Regions from separate parts of the Xenopus laevis genome. Here region 2 is linked to region 1. Evidence: chromatin contacts called from public Hi-C data. All regions are on one chromosome and are shown on one strand. Each heading gives the region's core, a stretch centred on a gene start, on an enhancer-like site or on the middle of the called end of the contact. The rest is flanking DNA. Distances are from core to core; before and after follow the strand shown. Region 1 has its middle 6.0 kb from the start of rassf10.L. Region 2 holds the start of arntl.L (aryl hydrocarbon receptor nuclear translocator like L homeolog).

What was found. Hi-C and Micro-C count contacts between places; a contact is called where the count stands out from the background.
Region 2: a contact with region 1 is called in a Hi-C map of the XL177 cell line, with 3 times the contacts expected there. The contact joins the promoter of arntl.L here to the enhancer-like site in region 1.

What each region holds. Positions count from the first base shown.
Region 1 is chr4L:4,524,367-4,531,974 of Xenopus_laevis_v10.1, forward strand. No RefSeq gene overlaps it. Among protein-coding and RNA genes, the nearest start is that of rassf10.L, 6.0 kb to the right of the region's middle. Within about 2 kb of position 3,410, at least 1 of the 7 cell types and tissues checked has an H3K27ac peak or open chromatin away from gene starts, as enhancers often do.
Region 2 is chr4L:4,615,800-4,623,407 of Xenopus_laevis_v10.1, forward strand. It overlaps arntl.L (aryl hydrocarbon receptor nuclear translocator like L homeolog), which reads left to right and starts at 3,419. Exons shown (of 19, transcript NM_001095562.1): 1 at 3,419-3,531; 2 at 6,202-6,302; 3 at 6,711-6,861. The coding sequence starts at 6,722.

The DNA of each region.
Region 1 (7,608 bases), core at 2,160-4,659:
GAGGTTTTGTTGGCTCTGTCTTTGTCGAGTCTCCTTAGTTCTTCTCTCCCAGCTACAGGCCGGCATTTTTAAAGGGATACACTGAAATCTGCACTGAAATCAGTTTCTTAAAAGAGCAGAACAGATTTTTTTATATTTAATTTTGAAATCTGACATATTGTCAGTTTCCCAGCTGCCCCCAGTCATGTAACTTGTGCTCTGATAAACTTCAGTCACTCTTTACTGCTGTACTGCAAGTTGGAGTGATATCACCCCCTTCCTTTCCCCCCAGCAGCCAAACAACAGAACAATGGGAAGGTAACCAGATAGCAGCTCCCTAACACAAGATAACAGCTGCCTGGTAGATCTAAGAACAACACTCAATAGTAAAATCCAGGTCCCACTGAGACACATTCAGTTACATTGAGTAGGAGAAACAACAGGCTGCCAGAAAGCAGTTCCATCCTAAAGTGCTGGCTCTTTCTGAAATCACATGACCAGGCAAAATGACCTGAGATGCACCTACACACCAATATTACAACTAAATACACTTGCTGGTTCAGGAATTCAATTTTATATTGTACAGTCAATTATTTGCAGTGTAAACAGTGTCATTTAGAAACTACATCATAAAAATCATGACAGAATCCCTTTATAGATAAAGGGTAAATTAAGCTGCAATGAGCCTGATCCCGAATGAATATCATGACCATAAAGCAAGATTAAAGTCAGATAGGAAGGTGCTACTCTTTACTAAGCACTGCCATATTTGTGGCCCATTGAAGGACCCCCAAATCCAATTTCACATGATATTTTCTATGATTTTTAAAAACGCTGAAGATACAGGAGTAGAAGTTCAAGCGAAGATCTCAACTGCCCCCGGGCGACCCTGGTTTTAAGGCAAATTTAATTAAATAAAGCCGTAATGAAAAAAAAAAGGTCTATTATTTCAGAGAGAAAACATATAGAGGCTTGCGCAATGTGCGGTTTAGCTGGGGGGAGGGGAGATCTTCAGTAATTAAAATGTACCTTGTGTGCAATATACTTAGTAATTTATGGAAAATATTTGTGGGAAATGTTGTTGTCACTCCTTGGGGGCAAACAATCTAATCCCATTGTCAGGCCTCTAACTTCTAGAGCTGGTTTTTTTCTCCCATTAGAGCTTCACTGCCAACATTTCATGCGTTTAAAAGTGAATTTTATTTTTAAAAATATTTTTAAAATATAATATTTATAAATTTTTTATTCAGCAGCTCTCCAGTTTGCAGTTTCAGCCGTCTGGTTGCTACGGTCCAACCATGCACTGATTTGAATATGAGACTGGAATATGAATAGGAGAGGCCTGAATAGAAAGATGAAAAATTAGCAATAATAATACATTAGCAAATAATTCAACAAAAACTAAGAATATATATATAATGAAGACCAATTAAAATGTTGCTTAGAATGAGTCATTCCATAATATTCTTAAAGTTAACTTAAAGGTGAACCACCCCTTTAAAGGTCATTTAGGATAACTTGGGCTCTATAAAGTTATTCAGCTAATGGCACACGGGACAAATAATTCAGCCCATGGAGAAGCTTTTTTTGGGCTGAAAACATGCATTTCGATCCGAAGCACAAGCACGGAACCATCGGAGTTACTTGTCCTTTAACAATAACAAATAAATGAGCCGGGTGGCCCCCTGAAGAGCCTCTGATGTGACTAATCACTCGGCAAGTGCAGCAAATAAAGCTACCGACGGCTTAATAGGCATTTTCTTCTCCCGCACAATTGTTGTAGCTGCCGCCTCTTTAAAGCAGATTATGTTACCCACTTAGGCAACCTGTGCCAAAAAAACTCATTTCCTTCTCAGTGTCCGGCGGAGAGAGGGGGCCGTGTTATGTGAGAGGTCCTGAAAGAACCCGTTTTGTTCTGAGCTTTGGGGACAAACGTAGAGAGAGAGAGAAGAGAGAAAGAGAGAGAGAAAGAAAGAGAGACAGACAGACAGACAGAGAGCGAGAGACACACAGAGAAAGAAAGAAAGAAAGAAAGAAAGAAAGAAAGAAAGAAAGAAAGAAAGAAAGAAAGAAAGAACGAGAGAGAGAGAAAGAGAGACAGACAGACACAGAGAGCGAGAGAGACACAGAGAAAGAAAGAAAGAACGAGAGAGAGAGAGAGAGAGAGAGACACAGAGAGCGAGAGAGACACAGAGAAAGAAAGAAAGAAAGAACGAGAGAGAGAGAGAGACAGACAGACAGACACAGAGTGCGAGAGAGACACAGAGAAAGAAAGAAAGAACGAGAGAGAGAGAGAGAGAGACACAGAGAGCGAGAGAGACACAGAGAAAGAAAGAAAGAACGAGAGAGAGAGAGAGACAGACAGACAGACACAGAGTGCGAGAGAGACACAGAGAAAGAAAGAAAGAAAGAAAGAAAGAAAGAAAGAAAGAAAGAAAGAAAGACACAGAGAGCGAGAGAGACAGAGAAAGAAAGAAAGAAAGAAAGAAAGAAAGAAAGAAAGAAAGAAAGAAAGAAAGAAAGAAACGAGAGAGAGAGAGAGAGAGAGAGAGAGAGAGAGAGAGAGAGAGAGAGAATGCATGGCCAGCAGCACCCATCTGGCTCCCATAAAGTGTCCCCATCAGGGTTGCCAGGTTGGCGGTTTTCCAGCCAAATTGGGCAACTAATTTAAAGCCCAGGCAGGTTTTGTAGGTACAAACTAGCCAAGGTATTCTTTGGGCCTTTGGCTGGTTTGTAATTTTAAAAACCAGCCAAGAAAGAAAGAGAAAAGAAAGAGACTGATGTTCTTCTGTTTAGGAATAAAATTATAAACCTTTCTCACATCTTTCCTAAGCAGAAGAACATCAGCCTCTTTCTTTCTCCTGACAACTTCCTTGACTACTTGGTGGTCAGACTGGTGGGAAACTGACCAGCAGGTGGCGCTGTTGTAACACAATTCATAGTAACAGTACATGTGAAATTAAAAAAAAAAAAATAATGAATGTAAATGACAAAATTTCTTAGAATAGCCCCTTCATCAATTTTAAATTCACTTATTTTAAAGGTTTACTTATCCTTCAAAGGGCCCCTATTGTCTGTGAGCTCCCCCATGGCCGTGGGGTCTGCCCAGCTCCCCCTGCAGATACACCACTGGCTTGGTCTATTATTGCAGGGATTCTACATATACACTCTGGATAAGAACAATGGTCTAACAAGACACAGGGAAGGATTAGTTACCCTTTATCTGGAAACTTCATTTGCATTTCCTACCCTGCTGCCAGGGGGGATCTTGGTGTTAGTGGCTGGGGCAGGACAAACAAACCCATATAACCTTTAAATTACACCAAAGACTGAAATCTGAGCTTTTAATATGACAAAAAACAGAGCTATTAAGACCCAAATTGGACCCAATCTTCAATCTTTGGGGACAAATCTGATCCGTTACAGGCTCATTGTGATTCGACTAGATCATGAGATCTGTGAGGGGAGCATTCGAGTTCACACAAGCGCCTTTTGTTCTACGTGTCGAGTCCCATGGAAGGTTGGCGTTCGCGTTCTCACTGGAACGGGGACCAGGGTTGCCAGGTCTTATTTTTCAAAACCAGCCAAATTCAGCTACGAAACCAGCCCCGAACTAGCCAAGAGGCTCTTCAAAAGAAGCCCAAAAAATCGCTACAAAATAACTACAAAGGAAGGAAAACACAAGAATGTTTAAAGGATAAGTAAACCTTTAAAATAAGTAAATAAATAAGGGAGCTATTCTAAGTGCTTTTGTCATTTACATTCATTATTTATTCTTTTTTCATTCCAAGATATTAAAGGGGTTGTTCACCTTTCAAACACTTTTTTTAAATTCAGTTGTTTTTAGATTGTTCCCCACAAATAAAGACGTTTTCCAATTTCTTGCCATTATTTATTTTTCACTGTTTTTCCAAAATCTAAGTGTAAAGTTGAATGTTGGTGTCTCTGGTGTTTGAGTGACAGCTCAGTAATTCAGATTCTGAACTGTTACAATTTTACAACATTTAGTTGATCCATTTCTAAGCAGCATCTCTGGAGTATTAGTAACTATTGTATCAAGTCTATTGTAATGTAATTGTAATTGTAATTGTAATGCCTGTAATGAATTTCCAGGATTCGGTTCGGGATTCGGCCAGGATTCGGCCTTTTTCAGCAGGATTCAGATTCGGCCGAATCCTTCTGTCTGGCCAAACCGAATCCGAATCCTAATTTGCATATGCAAATTAGGAGTGTGGAGGGATATCGCGTGACTTTTTCGTCACAAAACAAGGAAGTAAATATTTTTTTCCCTTCCCACCGCTAATTTTCATATGTCAATTAGGGTTCGGATTCGGTTCGGTACTCGGCCGAATCGTTCACAAAAGATTCGGGGGTTCAGCCAAATCCAAAATAGTGGATTCGGTGCATCCCTAAATGAAACCCAGAGATTTTGCTCAGCAGGGACAAAGATAAGAAATGTATTAACTAAATGTATCCATTTAGAACAGTTTACAGGGTCGGCGACCCCCCTTCCAGGGCTGCTTCAGAAGGTCAAAAAAGACACTTCACACTTCAATATTAGAAAAATGGTCACACATATAAAAATAGAAAGTCATTGGGAAAAAGTCATTATTTCTGGTGATCTATCTGAAACCAACTTGTTGTTTGAAGGTGAACCACCCCTTTAAGGGATACACGTACTGTTAATATGAATGAATTGTGTTACAACAGCGCCACCTGCTGGTCAGTTTCCCACCAGTCTGACCAGCAAGTAGTCAAGGAAGTTGTCAGGAGAAAGAAAGAGGCTGATGTTCTACTGCTTAGGAATACAATTATAAACCTTTCTCACATCTTTCCTAAGCAGAAGAACATTGGAGCAGCCTCTTTCTTTCTCCTGACAACTTCCTTGACTACTTGGTGGTCAGACTGGTGGGAAACTGACCAGCAGGTGGCGCTGTTGTAACAAAATTCATTCCTATTAACAGCACATGTATCCCTTAATATGTTGGAATTAAAAAAGAATAAACAATGAATGTAAATGACAACATTTCTTAGAATAGCCTCCTCATCAATTTTCAAAGTTTACTTATCCTTTAAGGACCTGTGAAATACCCAGCCCAGGGTGATATTTATATATATAGGCAGCTGACCACTGTCCCTAGGGAGGAAGCTTTTGGGGGCCTATATATAAAAAAAAATCCCTCAACCATCCACTGGACCCTTTTAGAGGCAGTGGGGTAAATACAATAGCGGTAAATGGGGTGCACCTGGGCCATAGTAGGTGCAAGTATACCATGGGTGCTGGTGTGGGTGCATGGGGGATGTAGGGGGACCTGGATCTACCGGTGATCACTAAAATGTGATCTAGACTTAAATACATGTTTGTCCACCCAGACAGGCAATCTGTGGATACTGGTGGGGGGCTATTTGGACCTCTATGTTGGCCTGTGCTCACCACCTAAGGGGTTGAGTTGACCAGTGGGCTAATAATAATGCCTTTGGGCATTGGGCCCCGCTATCTTAGTAGTGATTCTCATTGACCCCCATTACATCTAGCACTGGGCACAAGAGGAGTGGTGCTGGCAGGTGTGTGAGTGGCAGTTGTTACCCCACTGCCTGTTTCATTCATTGTGATGGCAGAACCCCCTTAGGGTACTAAGCCTGTGCATGTGACCAGCCTACCTGTCTAATTGGTTGTTTTACATAAATAGCACTGCACTCTAAGGGTTAATATTCGAGGCATCTGGGAGTCGGTTCAGTAAGATTGCCCCCAGGTACACGGGAAGGGCTTCCAAAGGAACCCTGAAAAGTGATTACCAGCCAAGTAAATAACTGGTGGGGAAGCTGTCGGGATATCGAACTGAAGTTTGATGCACGATTCTCCACGAGGGCGTGGGCTGCAATCAGATACTCAATTAATAGATCTCCCTGAAACTAGGCGCCGACATGAACTCTATTAAAGGGGAACTCCGCCCAAAAGCTAATCAGCAGTCAATGTAATTGCTTTTGAAAGCTGAATCTGCCCGTTCACACTCTCTGCACCAGCAGTTCTGACGCGTAAAACAATGTAGCATAAAACAGCAGATACGCTATTTCAAGAGTCAGAACCAGAGAAAGGAAAGGGACAGACAAACACTGCTGCAGCAATGACATTTACACAGTCCAATCAGAATCAGGATATTGGGACGTTTGCGAAATAGGCAAAAAACACAGTTTTTGGATGGGTTTCCCCCTTTAAATAAAGACAGGAGAGCTGAATGCTCAGTAATCTAGGGGGTTACCATGGATATTGAGTCTCACTGAGAACATTTATGGCTCCGGATCCGTGACGCAAATGTTCCACTTTGGGACCTCTCTTTCTTATAAAGATTCAATGGGAATTTCCCATGATTCCAAGGGCAATGAAAGGGACCTTGCCATGAATCCTGATTCAGAAGTCGCATTGTCTCTCGCTGACAGTTCAGAGCTGAGGGGCTTTTAAAAAGCACATGCATCATTTAAATAATGCTATATTGGTATTAATGGGGTTGTTCACCTTTAAATTAACTGTTAGTATGATTTAAAGAATGATATTCTGAGACATTTTTCAATTGGTTGTCATTTTTTATTATTTGTGGGTTTTTGAGTTATTAAGCTTTTTATTCAGCAGCTCTCCAGTTTGCAATTTAAGCCATCTGGTTGCTAGGGTCCCCATTACCCTAGCAACCATGCATTGATTTGAATAAGAAGAGTAGGAGAGGTCTGAATAGAAAGAGGAGTAATAAAAAGTAGCAATAACAATACATTTGTAGCCTTACAGAGCTTGTTTTTAGATGGGGGTCAGTGACCCCACATTTGAAAGCTGGAAAGAGTCAGAAGAAGAAGGCAAATCATTTGAAAACTATAAAAAAGAAGACCATGAAGACCAATTGAAAAGTTGCTTAGAATTGGCCAATCTATAACATTACTAAAAGTTAACTTAAAGGTGAACCGCCCCTTTAAAAACTTCTGCATGTGGAGCTCACAGGTTCTCTCTGTATATTTACATTTATAAATGTGGGTGGGAGCTGCCATACAGAGAAGCCATATACAGAGCAATGGTTTTGGATTCAGTCTCCCCTGATATTGGGTCATGGATTCCTTTAGCTCATTGTAGCTGTGCACCCCTAACCTCACCCTCATCGACTCCCAAATCTGATCCACAAGTTTGAATAATCCCCCCGGCCACCCCTAATAGAGGAGCTATTTCTAAATGCAATTACTATTGAAAGCAGCGTCTGTCTGTCCCTTTTCTATTCTCTGCACTGCTGGTTCTGGCTGCATGTACCATTGCAATAGTGTAACTAATAGTCAGCTCCCTACCAGTCAGTTCCCGCAGCGCTTGCATATTCTCTGATTAAGGGAATACACACACGCAGAAGCATTGTGGGTAATATAGTCTTGCTCAGAGGAGAGCTGACTACAGTTACATTTGTACGCATAGTCAGAACCGGCAGTGCAGACAACAGACATATACAGTTTTTAATAACAATTACATTTCCAAATAACTTTTAAAACTAGTGAAAATGTAATTTATTTTTAACCACTTTTCCTATGAGCACCTCCTTCGTGAATAAAGGTGGGTACCTGTGCCGTTAGCCACACCCCCAGATACAAGGGCTCAATACAACA
Region 2 (7,608 bases), core at 2,169-4,668, 91 kb after region 1:
GAAGGGTGATGTGCTCAGCCCCTTGATAACGGCCCCCGGCTCCTGTTTAATGAATTCTTCATTCGTGTACAAAATTAACATTACTGTATTAGTGGTTGCCTGGCAACCAGCAGCATCATGGATAGAGATCGCAGCCAGTGAGCGTTCTAATGCATTCGTCCTGCGTAAATGTCTCTTACGGAGGCAAAAGGCAAATAGAAAGGAGGTGAAAGGGAAACAACATCCTACTCGAGATATGAATGGATTCTGCTTCCCTGCACGGCCAACGGGATGAATATTAGGGGTCGGACTGACACGCTATATACCTTTTTCCAACACATACAAAGTTTGCAGTTACTACCTCCCCATGAGCTGAGTTATTTTAAGCACACACAACGAGCTCCGTATAAACAACCCCACCTCCCCATTTACCCTTTGTTGTGACTGTTCGGACTTACAGATAAACAGAAGTTCCTTAAGTGGCGGGGGAAGGGCTCCTTCTGCTAATTAAAGGGATCAGTTAATAGTGCTGCTCCAGCAGAATTCTGCACTGAAATCCATTTCTCAAAAGAGCAAACAGATTTTTTTCTATTCAATTTTGAAATCTGACATGGGGCTAGACATATTGTCAGTTTCCCAGCTTCCTCAGTCATGTGACTTGTGCTCTAATAAACTTCAATCACTCTTTACTGCTGTACTGCAAGTTAGAGTGATATCACCCCCTCTCTTCCACCCCCAGCAGAATGGGAAGGTAACCAGATAACAGCTCTCTGGAAGATCTAAGAACAGCACCCAATAGTAACAGCCAAGTCCCACTGAGACTGATTCAGTTACATTAAGTAGGAGAAATAACAGCCTGCTAGAAAGTAGTTCCATCCTAAAGTGCAGGCACAAGTCACGTGACTGGGGGCAGCTGGGAATCTGACAATATGTCTAGCCCCATGTCAGATTTCTAAATTAAATATAAAAAAAATCTGTTTGCTCTTTTGAAAAATGGATTTCAGTGCAGAATTCTGCCGGAGCAGCACTATTAACTGATGTGTTTTGAAAGAAACATGTTTTTCCCATGACAGTATCCCTTTAAGTAAAAATCTCCTTATCTGACCCCTGGGCCCCAAGCATTCCAGCTAATGGATCCCACACCTGTACTTCCGTTAGAAAATAAAGCTTGGGCGGTATCTCAGGTTCTCTTTCACCCTTTGCCCTGGAGCACACGATACATTAGGGCTGTGAGGATGAGTCACGGGGAAGAGATACAATAAACAGCAAGTCGATGACGATAATCCCTGTTTGTCTCTCTAGTTATTTAATTATCTCCTCCTACTGCCCAGGGCCCAGTTCTACTTTCCCTTTACAGAACTTGGGGGGGGATGGGAAGTAAAACAGACACCATTCCAGTGTTTACTACATTGTGCCCTTCTGCCCAATTGATTTAGGTTCATGACTCCTGGTGCCCAAAGCCATTGGCTACAGTAGCATCTCTGGGGGCAACGCAAGACGAGACCTGGGTCTGTTATACTGTCCAACCCTGGAGTCAGCATTGTCAGGAGAGATAAGAAGCTTCAGCTTTGCAAGGAGAGATAATGAGCTCTAAATCATGCCCCCCCTCCCTGCCTTGGCTGCCTGTGTCTCGAGTTTTTAGATAAGGAGGAGGTTATCACACAGGTACTGGGAGGGACAGTGTGAACAACTGCAAAGACAATAGGCACAGAGCATCTCTCTTGCTGAATTGAAGCAGATATTGCTTATATTTTAAGTTGGTCATATAGGGATATGGTTCTGCCGTTCTTAGCGCTGAACCCGTGCCGATTTTAATCAGCTCTATAAAGGAGTTAAATATAGTAGAATTAATTGCAGGGTAGCATTGTTGTGTCTCTGGGAGGAAAGAGGCCAAACCGGTTTTCTGTGGGTGATGTGGCATGTGCAGTAGTGGGACACACCCTGTTCCCCTGGCCTAGAACGTGCCTGTTCCGCCCGTGCCAAATTCTGTGCCGTAAATAACCAGAAAAATGCAGCTGCGTTCCAGTTTAGGTACCAGAATCCCCTGTGATCCGATGGGAAGCTCTGGGATGGATTAGTACAAATGCACCATAGTGAGAGATTCGGGAAGCCCTGTAAGCAGCAGAGCAGGAACATTCCCAATCCAAGAGGATCGAGTGCAGACTCGTCCCATTTATAGGCTTAATGAAGGTGTGTCTGGGCACGAGATTCCCTGCTGAGAGATCCCTGGCAGTGCCCAATCTGGGTCAGCCCAGCCCTATTTATTTACTAAACAATTATTTCACTGTTATTGCTGTAAAAAGGACTGCACTTCATACAAATGCTACAACTTTTTTTTTTTTTTTCAAAACACATCAGTTAATAGTGCTGCTCCAGCAGAATTTTGCACTGAAACCCATTTTTCGAAAGAGCAAACAGATTTTTTTATGTTCAATTTTGAAATCTGACATGGGGCTAGACATATTGTCCATTTCCCAGCTGCCCCCAGTCATGTGACTTGTGCTCTGATAAACTTCAGTCACTCTTTACTGCTGTACTGCAAGTTGGAGTGATATCACCCCCTCCCTTCCCCCCCAGCAGCCTTACAAAAGAACAATGGGAAGGTAACCAGATAGCAGCTCCATAACTAAAGGTGGCCATACATGGGCCGATAAAAACTGCCGACAGACTGAGTCGGCAGCTTATCAGCCCGTGTATGGGGCCCCCCGACGGGCTTCCCCGATCGAGATCTGCCCGAAAGTCGGCCAGATCTCGATTGAATGGGACTAAAAATCCCGTCGGATTGCGGCTGGATCTGTTCGTTGATATGGTCCCTAGGGCCCACAATCGAATCAGCCCGATATTGCCCACATCAAGGTGGGCACATCAGAGAGAGATTGATCTCTCCGTGTATGGCCACCTGAACACAAGCCTGGTAGATCTAAGAACAGCACTCTATAGTAAAATCCAGGTTCCACTGAGACACATTCAGTAACATTAAGTAGGAGAAACAACAGCCTGCCAGAAAGCAGTTCCATCCTAAAGTGCAGGCACAAGTCACATGACTGGGGGCAGCTGGGAAACTGACAGTATGTCTAGCCCCATGTCAGATTTTGAAATTGAATATAAAAAAAATCTGTTTGCTCTTTTGAGAATTGGATTTCAGTGCAGAATTCTGCTGGAACAGCACTATTAACTGATGCGTTTTGAAAAAAAACATGTTTTCCCATGACTGTATCCCTTTAATAATGATAATAAATGCTTTTCACCCTAATTTGGGAAAATAAGATATAGTGTGACAGGTAATAACCCCCCCTGCCGAGCAGCCGCAGGAGACGCCAGCGTAATTACACGTACGTCCTAATTCCAATTATCCCCTTGCTTTGTCAATAACCTACATTTGTGCCTCCCCATTGATTTCCTCTGCCCACTGATCAGAACTCATTTGCCTTTGCCGACAGGGTTGATTCAGACGGGGGAATAAGGTGCTCGGGTGCAGAGGGTGGAAGATTTATCCAGCACAGTAACAACTCCCTCCCTACTCGCTTCCTCAGAGAGATCCTGTATATAAAGGTAAGCCAACATCTTCATTGGGATAATGTGACTCCGCCCCTAATTAATAGTGATATTGGCTGGCAGTTAGTAATCATTATAAAGTGCCAGTGTAATCTCCCCCTGTGCCAAGGACACGGCCAGTCTGGGTTGTGTAATGCTTAATGCGCTGCTGGGGCGATTGGAAAAGCCTCATAAGTGTCAGCAGATTAGAGCTGAGATCCGGCACGGGGGGGGGGCGTAATTGGACTGGGCAGGTCATACAGCTCGTATCCCTGCCCTCCTGCATGAGAAATAGTCCGTCCAGGATCACTTCACTTGTATTGTCATGGGAACCTAGAGGAAGTTTAGCAGAGGCAGCGCCAACAAAACCACTGAACTCATTAGGGATTTTTTTCATCTAACTCCTCCTTTAATACTCTTATATTTTTACAATACCTTATTCATTATATACACCCTCTCTGCTCACAGGCAGGTTATAATCAGATTGTTAGCTCTTAAGAGCAGGGCTCTCGTGTTTCTATGTAACCTGTATGTTTTACTTTTGTTGGCTTTTTTATAAATACTTGAAAACTAGAATAATAGTAATTATTTATTTGGACTTTTTGTCATAAAAATTATATTTCTAGGACACTGGTCTGACTGTAGCTGTGGTAGGGCCTGGGCAAAGAGACTGAGAGTTGTATTTCAACAACAGCTTAAGGTCCAGCGATACCCATAAAAAGTGTTGCTGTCTCCCTCTTGCCCCACTGTCCTCCAGCTTTCACTACTAAACTTGCTTTCACCCTGAACTCCCGACCTGCAAGTACTGCTCTGTTTGCCATTTCTGTTTCCAGCCCTATTTGCTTGCGGCTGTGCTGAGACGGCTGTACATTGGGTACCAGGGGGTATTTATAGAATTACAGAATGAAACCCAAGTCCCGGCTATGCCAGGCAGCCATGCCAACTATGGTGCCACCCTTGCTTCCTCCCAGCATGCCCCATTCCTGTCTTTTCATTCATTCCTTTCTGGGAGACAAATACAATGTGATTGAAGGAGAGATGACAGTTAGTTTCCCTCGGCGTTTGTTATTGTTAAACGCTTTGCTCAGAGCAGTGACTCCTTTAATCTACCCACAATGCCTCAGCCGGCTGGGGGGGGTGCCCCGGGGGCAGTTGTATAATGGTACAGCCATGGAACATACAGTCCCGCTCCTTGGCGCTGACTCAGTTGACCTACATTTTTTTTTATACTGACCTTGATTTTCTCTGTGAGATGCTCGTTACTCACATGATTGGGCTAATCGTGGCCGCAGGCTTGTCATGTGATACAGTAACTGTCTCTTTTATTCAAATACCCCCCCCCCCCCGTGCCTCTCGCTGCTCCCCTTTTCCATTTAATTGTTTAGTCATTTGAGTGACGTCGGTCCCTGTCACTAAATATAGCCGCGCCGGCGGGATCGGCTGCATCTAATTGGTGCGAGGCACAGGGGAGACATAGTGATTCCTGGTCACTAAAGGGGAAGTAGAGACTGCAGAGACAGGATTATAGTGCAGGGGTGGGAGCAGACTGGAAATGAATGGGAGGGGTTACATTGATCTGGATGAGAGGCTGATGTTCTATATAATATATTTCCCCGCCCATATAGCTACGGGCACAGAATGATTGGAATTGCCCCAGAGCCACTGGCCCTTCCACACGTTTACTGGTAATAATGTTGAGCCAATTGCACCATCAGGCAGAACTGGTTTGTTATGATCAAAGCACCAGTCGGATCTCTCCTGAATGTTACGTTTTCTACTCCCCTGCATGTCTCATGGGCAGTGGTCCAGCGGCATTCCAGATCATTGTCATATTTATTTATATCCTGTATAGAGAGATACCAGCATAGATATTCTCTTGTACTTAGCACAATTCAGCAGGAACAGCCCCCTAAGTTTGCTCATAGTCTGTACAGAGAGATCCCATAAAACTATGGCAGCATAGGTATTCCCCTGTACTAAGCACAATTCAGCAGGAACAGTCCCTAAGTTTGCTTATAGTCTGTACAGAGAGATCCCATAAAACTATGGCAGCATAGGTATTCCCTGTACTAAGCACAATTCAGCAGGAACAGCCCCTAAGTTTGCTTATAGTCTGTACAGAGAGATCCCATAAAACTATGGCAGCATAGGTATTCCCTGTACTAAGCACAATTCAGCAGGAACAGTCCCTAAGTTTGCTCATAGTCTGTACAGAGAGATCCCATAAAACTATGGCAGCATAGGTATTCCCTGTACTAAGCACAATTCAGCAGGAACAGCCCCTAAGTTTGCTCATAGTCTGTACAGAGAGATCCCATAAAACTATGGCAGCATAGGTATTCCCCTGTACTAAGCACAATTCAGCAGGAACAGTCCCTAAATTTGCTCATAGTCTGTACAGAGAGATCCCATAAAACTATGGCAGCATAGGTATTCCCTGTACTAAGCACAATTCAGCAGGAACAGCCCCTAAGTTTGCTCATAGTCTGTACAGAGAGATCCCATAAAACTATGGCAGCATAGGTATTCCCTGTACTAAGCACAATTCAGCAGGAACAGCCCCTAAGTTTGCTCATAGTCTGTACAGAGAGATCCCATAAAACTATGGCAGCATAGATATTCCTTATTATGGTTATGCAATGTCTTTAAAATTAAAACAGAACAATAACTGAAATCCTTTTTTTCCAGACTCGGAGGCATGAGCGCCTGTAGGTGACTGACTTCCCTTGGCTCCTGGGGGGCCCCATTAACTCGCAACCCTTTCGCTTCTCTTAGACACAATCCTTCAGGTGAGGAGCATATATGAAATTGTTACAGGAGATTACAGTGGGTGATTTCCTTCCACAAATACACACAGGAGAGTTCATTGGCTCATCTAATTGGCCCTATTGTGATTCTGGTAGGGCCCTTAGATTGCGAGTTCCGCTGGGGAGGGTCTGATGTATAATCTCTGTAGAGCGCAGTAACCCCACTCTGTGATTGTTTTTGTGTTTCCCGGGAACGCTGTGCCTTTGATTGGTGCCCCATATCCACTTACATACATGGTGTTAAGGAAATAAGATCACAAGTGTAATGAAATTCTCCCTGTGTAAGACAAACGCAACCCCTTCTCTAATTGGCTGGTTTTATAACCCAATCAGAAGGGTTTCCATATAGTCCTTTTAATCAATCTGAACTTTGTCTCCTATTGGCTGCAGCAGATGATCCAATGGCCGACCAAAGAATGGATATCTCCTCCACAATGAACGATTTCATGTCCCCCGGCTCCACTGACCTCATATCCAGCTCCCTGGGAATGGGAGGGATCGACTGTAACCGCAAAAGGAAAGGGAGCCTGACGGATTATCAGTGAGTACGAGAGGCTCCACCCTCTTCTCCCTCCATCTTATATAAGCCCATGTGACCCCGATCCTCTCTTCTGTTCAGGAACTAAGAGAATTGGGTCAGTGTGCTGGTGGTGTCACAGACCTGCCACTGATGTTAAAGGGACACTGCCTCACTTAAAGGGGTTGTTCACTTTCAGGTTAACTTTTAGTATTTTATACATTGGCAAATTCTAAGCAACTTTGTCTTCATTTTTTTCTTTTTAATAGTTTTCGAGTTATTCCACTTTTTCTTCCGGATCTTTCCAGCATTCAAATGGGGGGTCACTGACCCCATCTAAAAAACAAATGCTCTGTAAGGCTACAAATGTATTGTTATTGCTACTTTGTATTACTTATAGGCCTCTCCTATTCATATTCCAGTCTCTTATTCAAAACAATGCATGGTTGCTAGGGGAATTTGGACCCTAGCAACCAGATGGCTGAAATTACAAACTGCAGAGCTGCTGAATAAAAAGCTGAATAACTCATAAAACACAAATAATAAAACTTAATTGCAAATTGTCTCAGAATATCAAAAAATTATTTAATTTAAAGGTAAACAATAACTTTAATTCAGTTTATTACTCAGGCTCTCTTTCTGTTAATTTTTAGCATCATTTCCTATTCTTGGCAATTTTTCAATTAGTTTCCATATCTTAGTAGCTATTCAAATGGGGGTCAGTGACCCCGGCAGCTAAAAAGCTTGGCCATGTTGCATTGTTATTGTTCC